2 separate regions of the Zea mays genome follow, and region 2 is linked to region 1. Evidence: chromatin contacts called from public Hi-C data. All regions are on one chromosome and are shown on one strand. The core of a region is the stretch at or near the end of the contact, and the rest is flanking DNA. Distances in the headings are between cores, read along the strand shown. Region 1 holds the start of LOC542597 (physical impedance induced protein 1). Region 2 holds the start of LOC100191660.

Region 1 (5,001 bases), core at 1,272-3,771:
GCTTTGTCTCCTGTCCAAGCCTTCCGACGACGGGCCTCCACTTCACTCGTCAACTTGGTCGGCTCATTCAGAATTTAGATTACAAACTCAACAATACGACTACATATATATAAGTATATTACACATAAATATATATACACACGAAGATAAAAGGGGCCTCTATTTAATTTTCGCTCATGACCCCTAAAATACTAGGACCAACCCTGGCTTCGGTTAGTCCAACGCACACTTACGTACTTAACCAAAGCTCAAACCATCTCCTTGCTCCTTGGCAATCACTCGCGACTCATAATTTGGGTACGTATCGACTATGTCAACTATGAGTTCTCATCAAGTTATAGATTGGTCTAGTAGTGACATTTCCACAGGTATTGTGGGTTATGGCTGTACACGATAGTGATAATAGTACTTAGAAGTAAAGCTCGATCACTATAGGTTACACTTACACCACACTTGGTACTGATGGGCCAATAGAAATTGCGTGTACTGTGTGTGGCTGTAAAATAAACCCATATACTCTCTCTTAGTTCTTTTTTATTTATCACGTTCTAGTTTAAAAATGAACCAGTCGACGACAAATATTCGAGAAGTATGAACTCTTGTCCGGTCTGGGCTATCGGCTAACGGCTAGCTAGCAGGCTCTGATTTGCATTGGTCATCGCATCGTAGAGGGAGATATCTATACAAGTAGTAATACTATAATATAATCCTGTAATAATTTTTAAAGGGCGTGCTGACAGATGATGATCAGCGATTTCTGGGTAGCGCCGATATTCCCTCCTCGCCCGCCGCGTTAGCTAGCGCTACTAGTCCAAGTGCTCACACCAAGTTGTCAGATTTTTAAAAGCGAGTAGTGACGAGAGAGATAAAGCCCGTAATTGTGCTAACTGTAGTCACACCACGACGTGTTAATTGCTGCCCTTATTGTACTTTATATTAGTTAGCAACAACTCCCTTTTGTCCATTAGCAAATAGTAAAAAAGAAAAAAGAAGAAGCAGCAGCACAGGGCGACGAACGAACTATGCTTATCGTCCACAGCATCACGACGTGTTAACCACCGAATTATTGTACTTCCACTACACCGTCCACTGCATCAGATCATAAAAAATTCCTTGAGGAACCAAAATCATCAAGAAAATTAGAAAAACCACCCAGGAAATATTTCTTGAGAGAGATGACTCTCAAGCTAGCAATGACCGCTAGCAAGAAAAATCGATTAATTCTTTGACTAAATAAAAATATCTAAACTTACAAGGAATTCCTGGTTATTTGCTGTAGCGTTCGCTAGCAAACACAGGCAGCGAACTGCAGAATATCAAGCACACGAAGCATGCAAGGTTGCTTCGCGATCAACGACGACTAGACGTCACGGGTGGATATTACGAGAATATATCGTCACATGCAACCCAGCTGGAGTAGACTGCCCATACATACATGCATGCATGCGACTGCCGACCCGGTTCATGATTTCAGCGGAGAACTCCCAGCCCAACATATGCACGCACGTCGGTGTTCTCCCGCGCTCAGCAATCTTGGTGAGATGGTTTAAGTTGTTAATCATACAATCATTCAGTGAACATCGAAACATGTGAAAGAACAGCGTTTCCTAGCCAACGTTTTACAGGTCAATAACATACTTTTTAAAATTAAACCCGAGATTTACCAAAATTCCGTGTCTACGATATATTCCCTCCATCTCAAAATAGGATTTTGTTTTAGGGCACCATAGCGGATTCATACAATATTTGATATGTGTTATTATATATGTGTCTAGAGTAATTGTCGTCCATTTGGATATCCATTTGAATATCGACACAAAAACGAGGAGCTAAAATGAACAATATTGTGGAATTAAATGTGGGAGTAATATGTTTCTACCTGGTAAGCTATAATTAGTGCATGGTACCTCTTTTTTTATTTATATATACTGGCGTGTTTGGTTGCAATAACGAGACGAAATGAGATAGAATGATGCTTTAAACAAGGTTGTTTGGTTCGAAATTAGAGGTTGGAACATAACCATCCAGATACTATCTACGTGTGTCCGTTAAAATTGAACAGACAAGAGGGGACACCGAGGGACATGGCTGTCCCAACTGTCCCCAGCTGACCAAACACATTAGGATGGTATAGACTAGAGAACGTCCTCTACTCGTATGACACCGGTAAAGCAAATAAGTAAACTATGTTAAGCAGTAGTATATAAGCTGGTAACTGACCAGATGGCAGGAGTGATCCTGACCCGTCACGAGCTAGCTATAGCTCTTGCTATGTGAATTTAGCATGATTGCTCAACTTGCTTCTATATTTCCACATGGTATAAAATTGGCATATCTCCCGCTAACAACTGGCGTGTTCAGATATAACCATGCAATGACCAGATCGATCGAATCACACACACATGCATTACATGCATTGGAGCATTCATGTGCGAATGCCGCCAATAATAAAGCACGAAAGCATCTCCCTCCACACCATCCATCAGCTATAAAAACCATGCCAAACACCCTGTGAAAACCATCCCAAAGAGCACGCAGCGCAGCACTGAAGCACCACTTCCTGCACTCACTGTGCTAGCTGCTCAAACCGTAGTAGTAACAGTCCATCACCACCAATGGCTCCCAAGGTTGCGCTCTTCCTTGCCCTGAGCCTCCTGTTTGCTGCCACCGCGCATGGCTGCGAACCCAACTGTTCTGGCCCAGTCGTCCCAACGCCGCCAGTCGTGCCGACTCCGTCGTCGCACAGCCACGGGCGCTGCCCGATCGACGCGCTCAAGCTCAAGGTGTGCGCCAACGTGCTAGGCCTCGTCAAGGTCGGCCTACCCCAGTACGAGCAATGCTGCCCGTTGCTGGAGGGTCTGGTGGACCTCGACGCCGCATTGTGCCTCTGCACCGCCATCAAGGCCAACGTCCTCGGCATCCACCTCAACGTGCCCCTTAGCCTCAACCTCATCCTCAACAACTGCGGCAGGATTTGCCCAGAGGACTTCACTTGCCCCAACTAAGCTTGGGATCCCTTGTGTGCTCCATCTCGCGATTCTATTTACGAGCATGTCGGCCTCTTGCAATATTAGCGAATAAGTTTGTCGTTTCAAATTCTTTCGCTGTACCATCGACGATTGTATTTGTGTGGAGTTATATTTGAAATTTTAATGATCAATAAGAAATATTCGTGTTTTTTATTTTGAGAAAAAAAGGAGATATGAATCATTCAGTTTTAGTGAACTCAAATGCATTATAACTACATTTTCTTGCCCGTCTACAATCGTTCTTAGTCAAAATTTTCTAAGTTTAACTAATTTTTAGAAAAACACACACCAACATGTTCACTTGGACAGGAGCTGATTTGGGCACTGGCCACTAGGCCACTTGGACCATCGACCAGTAGGGGTGGATTTGGGCCCCAGGCCACCTGGGCCGTGGCTCGAGACGCAACCCAAAAATCTTCTTATATCTAGGATAATTTTAGCCCAAATAATCTAGTCCACATGCACAATATCCCCTTCCACTCCCGATTCGTTCTGGCGCGTGGTGGTCTCCCGACTCCCCCATTGGCCCAATCCCTCATGCCCTGCCTCTACCTCCAGTCCATGTCTCTTCCCTCCTAGACCTAGGTGCCAGTGGCGGCGCCTCCGCACTACGGCCTCCAGTCTATGCCTCCACCTCCATGCTCCACTGCACGGATCCGGATCCGGCAACGACGACCTCCCTGCGGTCAGCGGTCTGCGACCTCCATTGATTCGCACCACATCGTTCGCCCCTTCCTAGCAGTGAGCATACAAAGCAAGTGTTCTTTAAAATAATCTTTTATAGAGTGGCCCGGGGCATCAATTTTATGGAGCTCCGCCACTGTCGCCCAGGGTATAGCACATATAATGATGTAGAGAGTGTTAGAGAGGAGAGTCTAGGCTAGAGGAGCAGGCGTAGCACACGACAACGACTGTTGGGGGGTTCTCTTTGATCGAAGGTTCTCAAGTCATTAATTTGTCAATTTTTTTTCCAATTCTATTTCAGGTATAATGAAGGGTTGACCATGTACACCTTCGATCGGAAATAATACTCGAGCAGTGCAAGCATGAAAACGAAGCTGAGAAGCTTCAGTTCCGTGTTTTGGACACGCAACGAAGGATCAGTAAGAGGAAGCGATAAGATCTTAGAGGCTTGGACAACATGTCTAATGATGGAAAAAACTTTTATACCCTTAAAATATCTTGTAGTTTGTGTGCATAGGACTGAGTGCATGATTGTAATTTTTACAACACTATAAATAGAGATACAATGTCATGCACAGGGGACACTTTGTATAAGATCTTCAAGGCTTCATGATTCTGTGAATTCTGTGATGTATATGTGATGATTATGTGATATATGTTCTGTTTGTTTGGATGGAATAACAAAAACAAATAAAATGGGTATTCTGGTCACTTTGCCAAGTGCCACGACCATAGCACTCGGCAAAGAAGACACACCTGGGACCAGTAAAGCTTCTTTACCGAGTGCTGTGGCCGAGCCACTTAGAAAAGAAGCAACCTTTATCGAGTGCCTTCTAATGCACTCGACAACGAGACTGACAAAGGTGTCCACTGGTGCTCTCTTTGCGGAGAGCTAGTCCAGCAGACACTCGACAAAAGGGAGCCTTTGCCGAGTGCCTCTTGGAGCACTCGACAAAGAGACTGGCAAAGGGAGCCACAGGGGCCTTCTTTGTCGAGCGCTAATCCAGCAGACACTCGACAAAGAGGGAGCCTTTGCCGAGTGTTAGGGACGGACACTCGGCAAAGTCTCCTTGACCGTCACTTGGTGCCATGACGGTGACTTTTCTTTGCCGAGTACTTGGTGGCACTCGGCAAAGACTTTGTCGATTTCCCGGCAAAAAGTACTCGGCAAAGAAGTCGTTGCCGATGTACAGTTCGCCGAGACTTCTTTGTCGAGAAGCACACTCGACAAATAGTTCGCCGAGTGCTTTTCAGCATTGTCGAGTGCCTGAAACACTCGATAAAGCAG
Region 2 (5,001 bases), core at 878-3,377, 140 kb before region 1:
AAGTTGAACTCAGGCAGTCCATGTTCAAATTCTTCTGGATTCCCTACAGGAAAGCCCATGGTTCCGAAACATTATTATCAGATGTTCCCACATTCGATCAGACAAGAGACAGAGCAGTGACAGACCTGCAGGGATACTAGGCTGCTAAAGAATTGCCTTATGGTGTTGCTCCCAGAAATGTCACTCCTGGAGAGAGAGAGAAGGGATATCAGAATCACAAGCATTGGCCGGAAAAAAAGCAGAAGAAGAAAAAAAATGGTAACTCGGCGACCAAATGTTACAGATCAAGGAAAAATCCGGCGTCGCTCAGGCATTTCACCGTGGCTGCGGCTCCAAGCCGCTGCTTAAGGCCGTCGCAGTGGAAGAACGTAGCTAGGCCTCCTGCCGAACAGCCTGAGAGCAGAACCTGGAATACGCAGAGCAGAAGCCCAGGCTAAATCGAAGCAACTGATGATGTCTATGCTGAAAAGTGCCAAAGGGTGGCACGGGCGTAACAGGCTGCAAGGAAAACTGACGGGGAACCTTGTCGGCTCTCGCCAGTCCCTTCCTGAGCAGATCGGCGACAATAGCGTCCCATATCCTCTGGCCACTGAAGTAGAGCACCGAGGACTGCCAAGATTGGCAAATGCCAAACGGTAAGCTAGTGCTCCGATCCAGAGCGGCAAATAATATGTGTACAAGTGCACCGAACAGTAAGCATACGCTGTTTATATACACTGCTGAATCGCCCATGAAGGACCCGCCGTCGCAGTAACGCAGCTTCACACGGTTCCAGTTGTAAAAGTCTGATCAGCGGTTTAGAGATGTATTAGAACACGTAATTTCTGTAAAAAACCAGCAGGGCATGTACCATGTAGCTTTAAGCAGAATGCAGATGTACTACCATGTAGCTTTGCCTAGCATATATATACGCTCCCACAGCCTGGCATGCATGCGCCATGCGGTAGTCCGTTGGGAAAACAAAACGAAACAAAACAAAGCACTGTTGGCTAAATGATTTTTGTAGGACCGTGAGCTTGAATTACGTGGACCTAGATTAAAGCAAAACTGTTCGCGCTACCTACCCGGTTGTGTTGTGACCGCCATGCATGTTGCTGTCACCTTTTCGCAAAAGTAGGCTGTGTGCCCTGTGCTGTGTACCACCAGGAACGTGAAGTGAACGGGGACGCTGTTTGCTGCCGGCGCCGACGACGGCTTGGCTTCTCGAGTGAATTAATTGCACAAGAGTTTGTTTGAGCTCACGTCCAAGATACGAATGCATGGGATGGGATTCGGAGTGCAGGGCATGCATACTGAGCCTCGATCAGCGATCTAAATTACGTATACCTGGATTCATGGCCGGACGGTTGCTGAGGATGCCGGAGAAGGACTCGGCCTTTGCCATGAGGCGCGTCGATCCCCGGCGCGTCCCGGCCCTCTCCGCGCACGACCGCACGTCGTTGCACCAGCCGCCGCCCTCGAACTGGAGCAGCCAGCTCCGCGCGCCCGCGCCGGAGCCGCCGTGCAGGTGGTACGCCGGCGGGCTCCCGTCGAGGCACACTGCGGGGTACAAAGAAGTTAGACGACGCTGGCGCTCTCTCTCGAATGGCATACGTACGCTGCTCAGTCTGTCAGTGTCAGTCGCCATGGGAAGAGGAAGAAGAAGAAGCAAGCGACGACGACGGAGTTTATTTGCATGCTTGCCTGCCCCCGCCGACGCTGCGCCAGCGACGATCGTCATGGGCACCGTCAGCCTCTCCTCGACCACATCGGCCGCCGCCGCGGACAAGATGATGGTGGCCACCACCGAGGCGACGCCGGCCGTGGCAACGGCGGCGGCAGGCAGTGTCCAGCCCCGCGGAGGCCCCATGGCACGCGGTGGTGCCGCGGAACCGAGAACCCAGGGACGGGCGAGCGAAGCGGAGGCCGCCGGCCGGCTGGGAGGAGGAGAGACCGGGCCGGCGCACCTGTAACGAACGGATGGATGGCGCCACAGGACAGACAGAAGGGTGTATGTGCCGTGTGCGTATGCGTGCAGCCAACAAAAAGGGTGCGTTGTGGCGACGGCACGAGTGCAGCGGCGGCGGCACGGCAGTCAGTAGATCGTGACGACGATCAGTCGCGTCGTGTCAGCGATCAGCTGATTTCTTTCTTCTCCCTCGGCTCCGACGCGGCCGGCGGGGTAGTTGGATTGATCACGTTTTCAGTTGGTGGATTAATGCCTCCCTTCCAGTTCGTTTGGTTACTAGTATACTCCTACCATATTCATTGCAGACAGAGACGACAGATCAATGGCGTAATCTGCATGCACAAGATACTGTATCTCTACTGCTCCATATATACTACTGAGGGAAGGTTCCTCTCTTTTTATGTCTCTAGCTCGTAGTGCAGGGTGCAGCGCAGTTAATTACTGGAGCAGTTGTTATTGAAGGGGCAATTGCAAAACAGCCATCGTTTCGTACTTTCAGTAAAGACCAGCACCAGATTCAGTTGAGGCAATTGCACCAGATTCAGTTGAGGCAGTTGGGCACGAGATTGTACTTGTTTGTATTGATAAAGAAGAGAGACAAACATGGGCCAAAAAGCACAGCGAGAGAGTACAAAAATATTACATAATTACACCAGCGAGATTACAAAATTGAATAGAAGAGAGACAAGTGTATGATGATCTGTACTTTGTCACGAGATTTTTTGGCTACGGGCTCTATTTCTATTCAATTTTGAACTAAAAGTTAACGAATGGCTAGAATAAATTATGAAGAAACAATTGGATCACGATCCATTACCACAAGTGAATTAATCTGATCAAAAGAAATAATCTGAAACTTTTTATTAAAAAATAATCTGAAACTAAGGCCCTGATTGGAACCTCTAAAAATAATAATTAGCTACTAAAAAAATAGTTGCTGTGTTCCAAACACCATCAACTAATACCAGAACTAATTGTTAGCTAACTCACAGCTAACAATTAATTTATTAGATGGCTTAACCTAGCTAATAATTTATTAGCTGGCTAACTATTAGCTTTAGACGTTTTAAACATAGTCTAAATAGTGAGACGGAGACTGAACAACTAATGTGAAATTGGGAAGGTAATATTGTATTGGTTTTTGGCAGAGAATTTGTGAGATATTGACGTGGTCGTTCGTTTTCATATAATGACCATCACTAGCGTTTTATATGCGATGCTCTCGTGTGGGCGTGGGCTTCCCTGTCCTCCGTCTGCCCAGCGCGAGAGCACGACAGCCCGAGAGGCAGCTGTGGGCCTGGGCCGTGGACGACGCCGATCAAGCACTCGTTGGATGCCAGAGTTTCATGTGATCAGGGAAGGCTGCCGGGCAAAGTTCATCAGGCAAGCGAGACAGACCGCCTAAAATATGGAGCAGTAACAACTATTTATCTGATACAACAATAAGAGATAATCAGGTGTACCTGAGCAAATAGCTCCATAGGAGCTTTGCTTTCGTTCATCACGGAATGAGCCCAGTAACTGTCATATGCATTGTCAAGGACAACAATTTGGGCAAGACATGTCCCATCCACCACAATCGCAGGCTCCACCGGACTTCAGTCGGTCAAATAATGGTGATGGGTGTTGAGTCTGCCTGGTCCGTCCCTGCCTGACCTTTTTTTTTTTCCTTCAGGACTAGTTTGCCGACCCAATTTTTCTATGGAATTTCAAAATTTCCAATAAAAAATTAACTAATTTTCCTTGGTAAAATAAAAAATCTGTGGATAAATAGGGTTCCCAAACTAGCCCTTACAATATTATCCTGGTCTTGTTTTGCATATGCAAAACAATCCTGGCAATGGGCCAATAGAAACAAGGGAAGTATAATGGCTCAAGACTCATATAGGCCCATTAATCTAGGAGCCGTCTAACAGACGAAGGAAGGCAAACCCAACAGGTGGTCGGCACATGTCGTCGTTTCCCATCACCACAGGATCGATCAGCGATGCCGTCCGCGGCCACGCACAGATCAACCAACGTGACCGCGCTCTCGCGACTTGTTCGCCTGAGGGAGACTGATAGGGTTTCGCCGGCCGCGGCAACGCAGGCAGGGGCAGCAGCCGGACTCGCATCGCGTTCGCATGCCGTGTGGAGGGCTACGGCGCGGGGCCGGCCGGTGATAGGATAGGTTTTTTTTGTTCCTTGATTGCTCACATCACATGGACCAATTGGCTACTAGAGCTTTGTCACTCGGCGTCGACGATGGCAGGCAGCTGCTACAGCACCAGCTCATCCGGCACTCCTGTCCTGTGCTGTGTTGATCGGGCCCGCGGAGACAAGACAAAGAGGCAGAGGCAGGCATCGGCTAGCAGCACTCACATGCGAGGGCAAGCCCTTGATGCGAGTGTGACGCCCGGGCGCTCCTGCGCCGTCGTTTTGGATCGGTGGCTGGTGGCGGTGGGGCGCGCGTGGGCACGGCACGGTGGTCCAGATCGGTCCCGTAAGGCGGGCCAGGTTCTGGAGTGCCTTTTGGAGCCCAGCTGGCCGATCGTAGCGGTCCAAAGCAGAGCGCGATCGAGCCTCCCGTCGGGTCGGGGATCCGGCGGCTCGCTGCACTGCACGGGCGGCCTGTCGGCAGCCGCGCGAGCGAGGAGGACTGGAGGAGGCGTGCGCGCACGGAACCGCAGGTGGCCTCGCGCTTGCGTCATTTTCAATTAACGCTGGCGCGGCTGTGCTGTCCTCGAGCGACCGCGGGGCTGGTCGGCCGTCGAGCACGGCTTGGTCGGTTGCATCTAGTTCAATTTTGACTAGAAAATGATTTAATCCATTCTAGAGCTTGTTCGGTTAGCTATCAATCTATGTGGATTGAGTGAGATTGGATGAGTTTAAATCCCAAACAAGTTAAACTTGTTCTTAATTTTTTCCAATCCCATCCAATCCATAGGTAACGGGATTAACCGAACAATGCCCTAATGCTCTTTGATCCAGACACAACATAACACGCTCTAGCGGGGAGTACATCCTGTGCGACAAGGCGCTAGTACACTAGTAGTACACCAATTGTTCCATAC

The links. Hi-C and Micro-C count contacts between places; a contact is called where the count stands out from the background.
Region 2: a Hi-C map of tassel shows a contact between it and region 1, with 2.7 times the contacts expected there. The contact joins the promoter of LOC100191660 here to the promoter of LOC542597 in region 1. A contact is called at or near these places in 4 of 25 Hi-C or Micro-C datasets (bundle sheath, ear, leaf and 1 more).

Annotation. Positions count from the first base shown.
Region 1 is chr9:122,659,773-122,664,773 of Zm-B73-REFERENCE-NAM-5.0, reverse strand. LOC542597 (physical impedance induced protein 1) reads left to right here and starts at 2,521. Exons shown (of 1, transcript NM_001112132.2): 1 at 2,521-3,196. The coding sequence starts at 2,616. The coding sequence ends at 3,005.
Region 2 is chr9:122,796,315-122,801,315 of Zm-B73-REFERENCE-NAM-5.0, reverse strand. LOC100191660 reads right to left here and starts at 2,127. Exons shown (of 12, transcript NM_001359669.1): 1 at 1,684-2,127; 2 at 1,327-1,539; 3 at 703-785; 4 at 523-609; 5 at 282-406; 6 at 126-186; 7 at 1-43. The coding sequence starts at 1,849.